Linked DNA regions of Mus musculus: region 1 is linked to region 2. The links are chromatin contacts, called in public HiChIP or PLAC-seq maps. All regions are on one chromosome and are shown on one strand. Each heading gives the region's core, a stretch centred on a gene start, on an enhancer-like site or on the middle of the called end of the contact. The rest is flanking DNA. Distances are from core to core; before and after follow the strand shown.

Region 1 (6,955 bases), core at 520-3,019, 110 kb before region 2:
GAGGCAGCACTTTAGGCTGGGGCAAGGCTTAAATACCTCTCCCCCCTTTTTCTTTTCAATTCCCTCAACACAACATAGCTGAGGACAGTATTTCTGAGACCAGCTCCTTCAAGTAACTCCATGGACTGGTGACTTTTCTATCGCTCTGATGAGACACCATGACCAAGGCAACTACAGAAGCCAGGATTTATTTGGGGCTTACAGAAGGATAAGAGTCCATCACCATCAGGGTGTGGGGCTGGGGGTGGGGGGAGCATGGTGACAGGCAGTCATGACAGTTGGAGCAGAAGCTGAGAGCTCACCTCTTGAGCTGCAAACAAGAAGTAGTGAGAGTGCACTAGCAAATCATGTGCGTGCCTTTTAAATTCTCAAAGTCTGTCCCAGGGACATATTTCCCAGCAAGTCCACTGCTCCTAAGCCTTCCCAAGCAGGACTACCGACTGAGGACCAAGTATTCAAATACCTGAGACTTGGGGTGGTGGGGTAGCATTTTCTTCACACCACAAAATCCATCTCCTACACCCAGCAAACAGATGACCCTTACCCAGAGGTCATTAGTTTAACTCACTGTGCTTTTTCCATGTGGATAACAAAGGGCCTTAGCTAGCTTGAAAGCATGGCTCTGGCAGGCATTAACCTTCTCCACATTCCATTTACCTTGCCTAACGCCATTAGATTACATTCCTAAAGTGATACACCAAAGTCTATTCCCTTATTTGACTACTTCTTCCTCCTCTGGCTGACTACCAAGGTCCACCTGTCAAAGTATTGAAGTCTAGCAACCAAAAGCCCCCTTTGGCTCACCTAACTACAATGCTGAATTAAAATTAAACACCTCATCCTAACAGTTTTCCCTCTTTACTTTATAAACTGCCATTTTTCTATGTGCCAATCTGTCTCCTCTCTATCCAGAGACAGTCCTTTGTCCCACTGAGACAAATACCTCTTCCCACCCTCTCCTTTGTTCCCTTCCTCTTCTCCCGCTTCCTCTATCTCTTGCCTTTGTCTCTTATTTCCTGCCGTTTGTCCCTCTGAGGCAAATACATCTTTGTACTGAGAACTTGGTCTTGGGGATCCTGAGACAGCACCTATCCTTTCAGATAATATTCCACTTCTCTAATCACACTGAGATCAGCCCCCCTGGCCTCCCCTTCTTCCTCACTGCCCCGTGGGATTGTCCTCTAACTACCAGCTCACTGATTAAGTCTCTACTTTGTGAACATTCATTTAGACAGTAGGAGAACCAAACTAAGGACAGAGTCTCCTAATCTCCCGAGTCAAGGTTTAACCGGAAGGGTGAAACAATCTTATCATGTGACCCAATCTCTGTTAAACTTTCTGAGAAATCTCCTGTGATTGGCAACACAAGTTGGCTATGGCAGTCCCAGCTGTCTGGAACCAAAAACTCCCTCTCCAGCAGCCTTAAATAACATGGATGTGTTATCTTACATAGCCTGAAGCCTAGGGACAGCTTAGGTTCCAGGAAAGATATGGTTCAGTGAAAGTCAGTTGTGTTCCCAAGGACACAGGTCTGTCTCTCTACCTTCATCTGCCGTCCTGAGTTCCTGCTTCATGGGATGGCTCTTTCTCTTCAATTGATTCATACCAGACATGTCAGGCAACATATTTTTTCATTTCCCTAGCAGGAAATAGCAAATGAAAATGGCCATTTCCAAAGCTCTCTTCTTTTTGCCTTAACCTGATTAGGTCAGTATACACCAAGTGTTCGTGGATGACTCAGTAAGAGTTGCCAGAAGATTTCCACGAACTGACTAGTAGCAGTACTGTTGATACTTGGAGTTGGATAATTGTTTGCAGTGGCAGTTCTATGAGCCGTAGGGTATTTGGCACCATCCTCATGCCTTACAGTACAGTCCCCTCACCAGTCTTGAGAAGTGAAACTGGCTCCAGTGGTTGCCAAAAGTTAAAAGGGGGCAGGGAGAGCAAAATCATCCCAGTGAGATAGACTAAGCAGGTTCCTTAACTGTCTCTTATGTCTCTTATTTTTTTATATATGATAAATACATAGACAGATAGATACATAGACAGACAGACAGACAGACAGATAGACAGGTGCCTAAAATGAGAACCTTAACAGGACCAGAAGCAGAATTAGAAGTTACCTTGTACAGACATGCAGGATATAGATAGTAGGTTATAAATGTCAACTGTCACTTTCATCTACTAATTAATGTCTGGAATATAGGCTTTACTAAATGAAGTTTTTCAAAATAAATTCAGTAGAAAATTATTTGGAGCTATGCAACAAGTGAACCAACAAAATAATATTCTATAATACCATTCCTGCTGCTTGTCCAAAGTGAATATCATTATGAAGGTGGGGAGAATTTCATTTCTTCTCTTGAGAAGCTATTTGGTGTCTGTACTGGCTAGTTTTGTGTCAACTTGACACAGCTGGAGTTATCATGAAGAAAGGAGCTTCAGTTGATGAAATGCCTCCATGAGATCCAACTGTAAGGCATTTTCTCAATTAGTGATCAAGGGGGAAAGGCCCCTTGTGGGTGGGACCATCTCTGGGCTGGTAGTCTTGGTTCTATAAGAGAGCAGGCTGAGCAAGCCAGGGGAAGCAAGCCAGTAAAGAACATCCCTCCATGGCCTCTGCATAGGCTCCTGCTTTCTGACCTGCTTGAGTTCCAGTCCTGCATCCTTTGGTGACCAACAGCAGTATGGAAGTGTAAGCTGAATAAACCCTTTCCTCCCCAACTTGCTTCTTGGTCATGATGTTTGTGCAGGAATAGAAACTCTGACTAAGTCAGTGTCCTCACTGGAATGTAAGTCAGATAGATAGAGATAGATGGATAGATAGATAGATAGATAGATAGATAGATAGATAGATAGATAGATACCTAAGTGTCCATTTAGAATCTCTATGGCCACTACAGAATGAAAAGGGTGAGCTGCTGGGAACTGAGGATCTGGGTAAAGTCCGCTGTGTACCATGCCTTGTACCAAAGTGATATGTCTTAGCTAAGTGCCATGGAGCTGGAAATGCAGCCTAAAAGGACACCAGATCAGCTCATCCATCAGCCAAATTCAGGACCTAAAAATATCACAGATGAAGAAGTGGAGTGATCATTGCAAAGCTTTTCAGGCGAGGCAAGAGATGGCACACATGCTGCTTCACGACTCACTTCATCTCTCAGTGATCGTGCAAAGCAGGAGCAGACAGGCCAGACATGATGGTAGAAAAATACCACAAGAATGCTACTGAGCTCTCTAAACATGGTGGCTGGAACATGCAAGCACTATTCTAAACCCCACTCACAGGTCTGGAAGAAGGTTTTGTTGTTATTTGTGAAAAGGTCTCACTCCTGGTCAAGGATAGCATAGTGCTCATTATATAAACCAGGCTGGTCTCAAACTTTCGGTAATCTTCCTGATTGAGCACTGAGTTCTAGGACTATAGTCATGAGCCCCCATACCTGGCTTTAGGTTTTTAAAAATAAATCCCTTACACCCAAAATCTTAAGAACAAAATAAAAATGAGTCTGGAAGAGTCACTAGGTAAGAAGTATTAGGATCAGAAGAAAATGATGAGCTGAAGAGTGTGTGTGTGTATGTGTGCGCACACGAATGCACATGTGTATGCATGTTTGTATAGGGTCACCTCAGAGGCTTACTGCAGAAAAAAGCAAAATAAAACAAAAACCCCAAAGCCTCATCCTTCCAGTTCTTTCTAAACTCTGGCTGGCTGGTTCAACTCAGCTGTTCTTGCTCAAACTCCTCTCCAAGCTGACTGATTCAAACTGGTTCTCTCGGATTCTCACTCAATTGCTCTCCTTGGAAAACTGCCTTTGAAATCCACAAACTGGACTGCACTGAGCTGAACTCAACTGAACTCCACTGCACTGCCTGAACTCAGCTAAACTACACTCACTGAACTGCAATCCCTCTCTCTCTCTCTCCTTCTCTTCTCTTCTCTTCTCTCTCTTTCTCTCTCTCTCTCTCTCTCTCTCTCTCTCTCTCTCTCTCTCTCTCTCTCTCTCTCTCTCTCTCTCTCTCTCTCTCCTCTCCCTTTGTGCTGCTCTCTTAAATAGCCTCTCTTTTCTAACTTCTCCTGAGAGCTGGGCATATCCTATCTCTGACTCATTCTGTCCAATGTTTCTGATTTGTCACTTTGTCTGCCCCTCAACTAGACACCATTTTCAAACATGGCTACTTCCTTCTACAAACTGATTTTACCTTCATTGCTAGGGAGTACAGGTGTATACTAAGGACATGCCTGCATTCCAGCTAGAGCATTAAAGCTGTGTCGTTCCTAGACCACACAGACCTAGGAGGTCTTTGGATGGGATCCCTTGCCAGAGCAGACATGTTGCTGGATTAAAATTTCTCTATACCTTGGCACCGGGGAAATTCTGGTTCCTTTTCCTCCTCCTACAAAGATGCTGGTTTTGTGAGATGGCAATCCCCCTCTCATGACCCTAAGTACCACTTCACAGGCACTGTCTCCAAACACAGTCAGATTGGAGGCCTAGGCTTCTGCCAGTATATACAAATTTTGAAGTATATGATTCTACCACTCTATCATTGAAATCAACAGAGGATATAAAATGCTAAAATGAAAAAAAAACAATGCATTGTTTAGAAGGCAGGTGACAAATTTATGAAGAAATAGGAACAAACTGATAGGAAATTGTATTTTATTTTACCTTTATAGTCCCAATGGCCTTTAAAACACATGAAATATATTGCTTTGGCTAAAATACAGATTTTGTTGACTTTAGAATAAGCAATCCCTAGTAACTGTTATCTACCTATACAACTCAATTCCTCCATAAAGTTCTGATTGATTAGCCATGGCTAGAAAGAAGGTGAATAAATAGAGTGTCTTATTATTTATTGTCAAACCGAGAACACTTCTGAGAAGAAACAGAGGTTTGACATGAGCTATGACATGAGCTAAAAGGTACCAAAGGGTCAGCTCCAGATACACAGAGGTTTTCATCCAGCCACCTGAGGGGATGAGCAAGATTTGGCCCCATAGAATAAACTATGATGACGGATTACCTCTGTGATCAGGATGCAAAGACTAGCCTTTCTTCCAGTCTGTGAAATGGCTAATACACAGATAATCTCAAGCAATATCCATGAGAGACCAGAACAACAGAGGCAGGTATCCTTGACAACTCCACCAGACAGTCCCAGCAGATTTCTGAGTCCCTCCAGTCTTCCTGTCATCCTTTAAACATGTTTACTGAAAAACTTACCACATCCCTCTGACGCTGAGATTTGAAAGCAAACAAGTCAGGCAAAAGAAATGATGTATGACAAACCAATTCTCAAGTGTATGACAAACCAATTCTCGTCCCTGAAGTCATAACAAATGAGCAGAATTTCAGCTAAGTGTAAGGCAAGTTACCAAACAAGAACTGAATCCACAAAGCCTGTTAAAAATGTTTGCCCTTATTAACAGCTAAAGGCTTTCTTCCAGTGCAGATCCTGAGATCTCTCCCCAGAGCTCTGATGGATGTAATTTAATTCACTTCAGCAAGCAGTTCTGAACCACTGATCATTTACCAGGCCTCAACTGGGTACTAGGGATATTAAGATAAAAAAAAAAAAAAGACAACACAGGCCTCTGACATACAAACAGGCTGGAAAGTTCTGTGACTCACAAGGTCACAGAATTGGTAATCTTACAGAAAGGGCAGTAAATGAAAAGAAATTCAGTCACCCAGTTCCTGATCCCAACATCCTTTTGCTGTAGAGAAGGGTGCTGTCTCCCAGTGGTCACCCAGCCAATGAGGGGCTTAGCCTGATGGTTCCCACAGTGATAGTAACCCTAGCTAAGACAGTAACATGCTGCTGTGAGGCCTAACAGCCTGAGCTGGGGCCTCTGCAGTTGGGGCTCTTGTGTTTGCTCTGGGACTCCCCACCACTCATCTCCGTTTGTCACCTCCCCTCTTCCCATGTCATGCAGTAACCCCCTTCATCCCACTGTGTATGACCTGCCTGAGTATGACCCTAGTAACTCTCAACAGCAGAGTGAATTTAGAGAAATATGGGCAATGCGGCCTTAGGACTCAGCTGAATCACACACAAGTGGGATAGCCACGTGTTCGAAAGCAAAGGAACTGGAGAGACCATATTTCCTCAATGATGTTTAAGCTTGGTTGCCAACTTGACTACATCTCGAATAAACCAAAACCCAGGCATCTGACCAAGTCTGTGAGGGATTATTCTGATTGGATCATTTGTGAGAGAAGACCCATCTGAAACCTGGGCCACACCTTCTGGTGGCAGACTCCATAAAAGGACACGGAAAGAAGAAAGCTTTTGCTTTTCTTGCCTGTTTACCCTCACTCTTCTTGACAAGTTCTCTATCCTGCTGCTGAGGAATTCCTTTGCTGGCTTTAGAGCCTCCCTCTTCGGGATTCCAATGTATACTGAAGACCAGCTGAGACATCCAGGCTGAACAACTATCAGATTATTGGCTTGGTTGGGAGATAGCCATTGATGGACTAGCTGGACCATATAAGTCACTCTAATAAATCCCCTTTTAATAAATGTAGTTTCATCCTATCAAATCTGTTCTTCTAGAGAACTCTAAAACTGCTCCCAGATGTGCCAGCCATGACCCACTCTCCCCACTTAACCTACAGCAATCAGAGATGTGACATGAAAGCTAAACATCGTTACACAGTCCTCAGGAACCCCAGCACCATAAGGCACTATTTGTGGGGCAAGCAAATGGGAACACAGTTTTGAGGAAGACAGTACCTTTTCCCATTTTCACCCCCATATTCCTTTCCAGAGTAGAACTATGAAAACCAGTGTCCCATTTTATATGTGAAAAACCAAGCACAGAGAAGCTGAGCGAGCTGGTCTAAACTCACAAAACTAATAAAGGTAGGTGTCACAGTTTGGACACTAGAAGCTTGGCACCCAACAGTACTGCTTTGCAATTACGGCTGGAAGTCACAGGTGGTTA
Region 2 (7,582 bases), core at 3,644-6,143:
AGCATCCTCTCCAGCTTCATAACTTGGACCCTTCTTGACTTTTGATCTCTGGTGTATCAAACCTCCAACGACTTCATGCTGTCTGTGAGAGGTGGCGTTTTATATCTCCTCCAGTATCTAGCTCAGGGTCTAACATCTGATCGACGATGATCAATAGCTGTTTGTCAAAGGAATGGCGCTAGAAAACTTTTTTAAATGTTTGTTTTTGTTTACTTAGGGTTTCTGCAAGCATGCAGAGGGCAGAGCATGTGGAGGTCAGAGGGCAATTTCCTTGAATCAGTTCTATCTTTCCACTCTGTGTATCTTGCGGATGGAACTCAGATATCAGACTTGGCAGCAAACACCCTAACCTACTAACCCATCTTGCCAGCCTAGAGAACGCCCTAATGTTTAACCCTGTTTCTTCATTTGTCCCACCTAAAGGAATAAAGGAAAAGCAATATTGATGAAGGGTCTACACTGGGCACTTGATCAGCACCTTCTTTTTTTTGGGTGGGGGGGGGGTCGAGACAGGGTTTCTCTGTGTAGCCCTGGCTGTCCTGGAACTCACTTTGTAGACCAGGCTGGCTTAGAACTCTGCCTCCCAAGTACTGGGATTAAAGGCGTCCGCCACCATGCCCGGCATGGTCAGCACCTTCTGATCATGGCATTCCTTAAATTGCACCTCCTTCAGAAAGGCAACTATCTTCAGTTTATGTGCTATAAAAGTGGGATTCAAAGACTTTGCTCACCTATTCAAAATCAGCAAGAGTGAGATGGAATTGGGGGGTGAACCCTGGTGTGCCTGGCTGGGGATCCCTCTCCTGCTTTTTCTTCTTCATGTGCTGAGCTCCTCTGTGCTGCCTCCACCTGGAGACCTGCCCTCAGGACCCTGGCTGAGTTTCTTCCTGACAGCCCTTCTCATGACTGTGCTCATCACTATGAGCACTATCCCTCCTTTAAAGCTACCTTCAAAGACACTTCTTGGGACCCATTGCGTGTTTTATTTTCATGAAATCCGCAACATTTCCTTTCCTTAGCCTCAAAACTTCCTTCTGCCTTTTACACCTATGATTTATCTCACACGTCTTTGACAGTCCAGCTGAAATGAACATCTCCTTCTACAGTGAATTTCTCTGTGACCCTATTCTATAATAAAATTGGACATTCCCATTTCTGAGTCCCATGACCCACTGCCTCTTTGACAGACTCTATACTGCTATACTTCTGCACGTGTGCTCAGTGTGTTACATCACCATTAACATGAACATTTAACTAAGTGTTCTTAGGATGGGTACGAGAGCCAATGGTGATAGGAATTTTTTTTTTAATGCTCTGCTATCATCTAAGGTCCAGCAATGAACACATGGTTCTTGAATGATAGATACATCATTTATCTGGCACATGGTCATGCATCTAAACATAGAGATGTGCTTCTGCCTGAAGGCAGGCAGCAATAAAGGAATGACAGCTAGGATCTAGCCCTACTGACACACCAAATCTACACATACAGTCTCTCTCTCTCTCTCTCCTCTTCTTCTTCTTCTTCTTCTTCTTCTTCTTCTTCTTCTTCTTCTTCTTCTTCTTCTTCTTCTTCTTCTTCTTCTTCTTCTTCTTCTTTTTTCTTTTTCAAGACAGGGTTTCTCTGTGAAGCCCTGGCTGTCCAGGAACTCACTCTGTAGACCAGGCTGGCCTTGAACTCATAAATCTGCCTGCCTCTGCCTCCCAAGTGCTGGAATTAAAGGTGTGTGGCACCACGCCCAGCACAGTCTTTATCTCAACAGTGCTAAAGGCTAAGATCAACTGGACATCCTATGAAGTTTTTTAGAAGCCATCACAGTAGCAAATGCTCTGCCACATCCTGCCCTATAAGTGGAGCCGGGACTCTAGTTTTATGCTCCAAGTTCTTTCAAAGACCTATAGTATAGTAGACAAAGCAGTTTGTGAATGGATGCTCCCTGTGTTTTCGTGTTCCCTTTTAGCCCTTAATCTTGCTGATCTTGCTCTTTTTTTGTTTTGGTTTGGTTTTTTGGTTTTTTGGTTTTTATTTTTTGTTTTTCCCCTCCTTTCCTCCTTTCTCCAGGCCAATTCAGGACCTATTGAGATTCCTAAGGCTAAAAGTAACTAAGGCCCAAATTACAAAAGGGAAAAGGTGCCTTTATCACCACCAGACTCTGAGGAGGAAATAAGAGAGGACTAGGACCAGTCAGATCCAAAGAAGTCAGGAGCTGGGATCCAGAGGTGCTGGGATCCAGAGGTGCTGGGATCCAGAGGTGCTGGGATCCAGAGGTGCTGGGATCCAGAGGTGCTGGGATGTTTCTCACCTTCTCTTTCATTCCTGACCTCGTCCCTTCAGTCCTAAAGATGGCACTGTCTGTCCCTGTTATGAGCAGGTCTCTAGCAGCCTTCTTGATTTTTGTGATTTCCCCCCAAGAACAGTGTTCAGGCAGGACACAGAAATTGGTCAGACATCCAAGAATTTAAGTCCAGCAAGTAGGGAAGCAAGGACACACCCTTTAGAAATACGGCAGACCAAACCAAGGCATGGGATCTTATACTCTTGTTGTTCCCTCCCCTGTGCCAGCTCCAGGGTGGGCCTTCCCATTAAAGGACCAGGCTTTTCTCACAAGCTCATTGAACTTAGTTTTTAATCTAAGTAGATGTATAAGATGCAAAAAGCAAACATAAGGGTTTAAGTACCCCTAAAGCTGAATAGTACACTAGGGAAAATCAGGTAATAGCGCTCTGGGCATGCTCCCTTGCTGCGGAAGTCTTGAAGTTGGCTTAATCTGACCTAGCTAGAGTTGATTACACCATCTATTGTTCTGAAGAGACAAGCTGACTCCTTGACAGGCATCAAATTGGCGGTTCAGGAGATTAAGCCTAAAAATCCAGACTTTAGGCAGCTGGTCAGAAACTCCCTGCCATCAGAAACTGCCCCTATCACCTGGCCTGAAGCAAAAACAATGGGTCAGCAGTTTCCAGCCAACCCCCACTCTGAATAATGGAATGTCCTTAGAGATAGAATAAGACAAAGCCCACCTACCCCGGGGATTCCTCATCAACAGTTTCCAGCCACTACCCCTTCCTCCCCAGGAACGGTTCTGGAATGCCTAGAGATAGGGTAAGGCAAAGTCCACCTACCCTGGACTTCCCCTAACGTGCTTTGAGTCAGGCCTACGAGCTCACTTGGTTGTCTCTCTATCTTGGTAATGGGAGACCCCAGGATGCTGGAGTTCTACAGAATAAAACACTCTTTGCATTGACATATTTTTTGAGTCCAGGGTATCAGTCTTTGGTGAATCATGGACTTCTTCCCTGCTTGTGGTACTCCCAGTCCTTCCAGAGTGGGCTGATGAACCCCAAATCTAAGACACCTGGCTCTTGAACCCATTCCTGAAGAATAGCTAGTGGCTGTTCTCATCTATACCCTCATTCTCCTGTCTGGTTCTATTCCTAATAACATCTAATATTGCAAGAACTCTGTCCCTGGGAACTGAGAATCACACCGCCACTACAGGAATGGCCTTTGCAGAGCTCAGGGATAAACCATTTGTCTTCTTTAGCATCAACAATACACCCAAGCCAGGTGTCGAGGACTCGCCTTTAATCCCAGCACATGGGAGGCAGGGGTAGGCTGATCTCTGTGAGTTCTGGGCCTGCCTGGTCTATATAGTGAGTTCCTGGCCAGTTAGGGCTACATAAAAGAACCTTGTCTCCAAAGCAAACAAAGCATATACCCACTTAGTTTTGAGCCTTGGTCTCAGTTGTCAGGTAACTGGCTGATACTCTTTTCCAATGGAAGCTCCCTGGTCAAAGGTGGGGACAGATCCAGAGAGACAGTGAGCAGATAGATACAAAGCATCCTTCTATGTCCACCTCTCATCCCGGGTATCCTGCCCCACACTGCCTACAGATCTCACCGGGGAGTCTGCTCCTTCTGCCTGCCTGATGTGTGGAGGTTGGATGAAGAGGTACCGGTTCTCGATGCTAATTCATAATTAACTCTAGCTAAGAATGTTGCCTGAGTCTCAGAAAGCAAGTGTCTGTTCTTGAAATGTTGACCGCTGCCTTAGGAGTCCATTCTCATGACAAGTACCCAGAAGGGAATGCCAGTGCATTGGACATCAAATAAGAGATAGAGGCAAGACCAGTCATTGAAGAAAGAGCACAGGAAATTTCACCAAGGTGCCAGAGAGGTTGTCTCTAAGCTGCAGATTCGGGGCCCCTTTTCCTTGTGTCTGTGCTGTCCCATGGTTTACTATGAGCAAGAGTGGATCTTAGCATGGGTGGAAGGAATCACCTGTCAAGTCCGTTTTCCAAATGCAGAATAAGTTTCCTCATGACGCCATCACATCAGGAAATCTCAGCGAAAGCTGAGAGACAAACACAATGACTCATATCTGTAATGCCAGCATTTGAAAGGCTGAGGCAGGATCGCCACAAATTTTAGGCGAGCTTGGGCTACGCAGTGAGTTCCAGGCCAGCTTGAACTATGTAGTAAGACCCTGTTTCAAAATAAAACCTAATGAAATACAAGAAAACCCAAGAAGAAGGAGGAGGAGGAGGAGGGAGGGGATCGGGAAGGGAGAGAAACTGGACAGTTGGTACAAAGGCCTTCAGCTACTGCTAGCCTGAGACACAGGCTCCAGTGAAGACCTTAACTTTAACCGAGGACAGAGGGTGAGTTGAAAGCCACATGAGAGATTGTTCACTCAGGTCTGCAGAAAGCAAACTCAGAGACAGACCCAGGCACCCAAGGACCCCACAAGCACAGGTTACCCCTCAGAACATGCTCCAGAGATGTTCAGGGAATCAGAGGGAGGCCAAGTAAAGAAGCCAAAAGGGAGCTGTCTGCTATAGCACGGAAACTGCTCCAAGTCGGGAGCTGGCAGGTTTCCAAGGCAGGTCAGCCCCCCAGCTCAACTCAGGGACTCCTACGCCTCCTATTCTTTGCCTGACTGTTTCTGTCTTTCTGTTTTATCTCCTGCCTCAGCCTCCAGCCCCCACCCCACACTCATTGTGTCATCCTCAACTGAGCTTGTTTCCCCAGGGCCTGCAGCTGTGGCCGGCTGGCCCAGTGACAGTCACACCCCAGCTTTGGAAAGGGAACTAACTTATGAGGTCTCAGAGGAAGCTAGGGTAGGACATGGTGGGGACAGGACAGACACCAGAGCTTGTGCTAGACTCCTGGCATGGCAGAGAGTGACTGAGCATGCCCATCCTCACGCCGCCCACACCCCATATTGCCTGTTGTCTCTTGAGGAATTCTAAAGTAGGGGCGAGAAGGTAAGGTTTCTGAGGAGAGAAGCTGTCAGAATACAGGAGAGAGAAGGGCAGGTGTAGAAACGTGGCAACAGACCAAGCTTAGCACTTGAGAGACAGAGGCAGCGAGATCGTATGGCTAATCTCATGGGGTGAACTGCCCACTTTTCCCACTATCATCCTGTAGAGTCCTCAGGAAATGATAATTAAGGAATAGTGACAGGTTAAACTGTACATGTAAAGTTGTGTGTGTGTGTGTATGTTTGCACTCATACATGTGTTTTATTTTGAAACAGGGTCTTCCAGCGGTGCAGTGGTGGCATATACCTTATCCCAGGGCTCCGGAAGCAGATCTCTGAATTTGAGGCTAGACTGGTCTACAGAGCAGTTCCAGGATAGCCAGAAGGGCTGTCTCAACAACAACAAAACCAAACCAAACCAAACCAAACCAAAAGAATTGAGAGAGAGGGGGGAAGGAGAGAGAGAGAGAGAGAGAGAGAGAGAGAGAGAGAGAGAGAGAGAGATTGATTCTTTATGTGCCCCAGACTCCAGACTGGCCTGGCCTTGAATTAACTCTTCCTAGGCTACACAGTGAATTGAAGGCTTGCCCAACGATCCTAGTGAGAGCCTTTCTTAAAATCAAAACAGAACAGAAGATCTGGGGCTGTAACGCATTGCTAGAGTGCTTGCCTAGCATGTGCAAGACCCCATACTTAGGATCCAGAAACAAAATGCCTAGCTAATTAAAGTTAAAGATTCAGGAGGGTTCATCAAGTCTTGGAGGATTCAGAGCTGTTATGATTCCCTGCTGGATATGACACCATCTGCTCTTTGGTCCTTGTTGTCCCCAAGTTTTCTAATAAAGATTTGACCCATATATAATAAAAAAAAAAAGTACCTTGGCAAAATGTAACCTGTCACGCACCCATTCCATGGCAACGACACGTTTGCTCTGGCACTGTGATGTGACAAGAACACGAACTTGAGAACCAGGCACTCGGCAAAAGTCTGGCATGAGTTTTAGCTGGGCAAACCTCTGTAACGCAGGCTGTCCCAGCTCCACCATGCACAGTTGTGAGAAACAGCGAGAGGGTCTACGTTCCCTACTGACATGCGCTTGGCACTCAGTAGGTGTGCTGGTCAGAACTGTCAGCTTGACACAAACCTAGACATATCTGGGGAGAGTTAATCTTAGCTGAGAAAGTGCCTCCAGAAGATTGGCCTCTAAGCAGCAAATCTATAGGGCATTTTCTTAGTGGTTGGTGTAGGAGGGCCCAGCCTGTTGTGGATGGTGCCACCCTTAGACAGGTGGTTCTGGGGTGTTTAAGAAAGCAGGCTGAGCAAGCCAGAGGGACCAAGCGAATAAGCAGCACTCCTCCATGACCTCTACATCAGTTCCTGCCTCCAGTTTCTTACCTCGCTTGAGTTCCTCCCGTGACTTCCCGGGATGATGGACTATAAGCTGTAGGATAAAATTAACCATTTCCTCCCCCATATTGCTTCTACTCTCGATGTTCTATCACGACAGTAGAAGCCCTGACTGAGACGGTAGGCGAAGGCTGCTGCTATCCTATCAGAAGTCAGCACTCTCTACAGTACTTCCATCCAAAAATGGCTATTGTGAATGGTGGGTTGACTAGGCCTATACCACCCTGAATGGGCCCAGAACTGTCTAGTCTCAGAAGCATTGGTGAAGTGATAAACCATGCCTCTGAGAACAGGGTCAGAACTATGGTATGGACTGTGGGTCAAATTCTACCAGCTACCCACTTAGCACTGACTGAGAGGGATTCTCAGTTTTAAGCCCTTTAGGTAGGAAGGAGGTGTCTGTCACGAAGAAAATCGAAGCCAGAGGATTAGAAGTTCAGGGTCATTCTCAGGTATGGGTTGCCTGGGCTAGCCTGAGCTAATGAGATTCTGTTTCAACTAAACAACAATAAGAACAAAACCCACATGAAACACCTATCTTTAATATTTCAGGGTCCACAGATGGTTTCTCAGGAAGACAGCCACACTCACTCATTTACATGTCTTCTATGGTGGCTGTGGCATTTCAATGGCAGACCTAAGTAGGTGCCACAGAGCCCCCGAGGTTGACAAAGCTTAGTATCCTTCTTGTCCCTACAGAAAAAGATTGGTCAGTCCTCCGTTAGGATCAATAGACCAATGCCAGCCCAGGCTGAGACAATTTTTTTTTCCCCTCAGTCACCAGAAAGTCCTCACCAGCACACACATACTCTCTCCTTGGCTCATTCATCAGGATGTTGTTAACACCAGCTGGCCTCCACTGTGGAAAGCGTAAGACAGGATTAGGCTGTAAAATATGACTGTTATTTTC

The links. HiChIP or PLAC-seq counts read pairs in DNA pulled down with a chosen protein or histone mark.
Region 1: a contact with region 2 is called in an H3K27ac HiChIP or PLAC-seq map of extraembryonic endoderm stem cells. The contact joins two enhancer-like sites. A contact is called at or near these places in 4 of 115 datasets of contacts at active chromatin or transcription factors (embryonic stem cells, extraembryonic endoderm stem cells, microglia and 1 more).

What each region holds. Positions count from the first base shown.
Region 1 is chr1:154,084,970-154,091,924 of GRCm38.p6, reverse strand. All of the region lies in intron 1 of Gm46165 (a long non-coding RNA gene), which reads right to left. All of the region lies in intron 2 of LOC108167736 (a long non-coding RNA gene), which reads left to right. Among named protein-coding and RNA genes, the nearest start is that of Gm46165, 25 kb to the right of the region's middle. Within about 2 kb of position 1,769, at least 20 of the 459 cell types and tissues checked have an H3K27ac peak or open chromatin away from gene starts, as enhancers often do. A contact at or near this core is called in extraembryonic endoderm stem cells and microglia, where this site is marked.
Region 2 is chr1:153,978,517-153,986,098 of GRCm38.p6, reverse strand. No RefSeq gene overlaps it. Among named protein-coding and RNA genes, the nearest start is that of Gm30327, 8.9 kb to the left of the region's middle. Within about 2 kb of position 4,893, at least 44 of the 459 cell types and tissues checked have an H3K27ac peak or open chromatin away from gene starts, as enhancers often do. A contact at or near this core is called in extraembryonic endoderm stem cells and microglia, where this site is marked.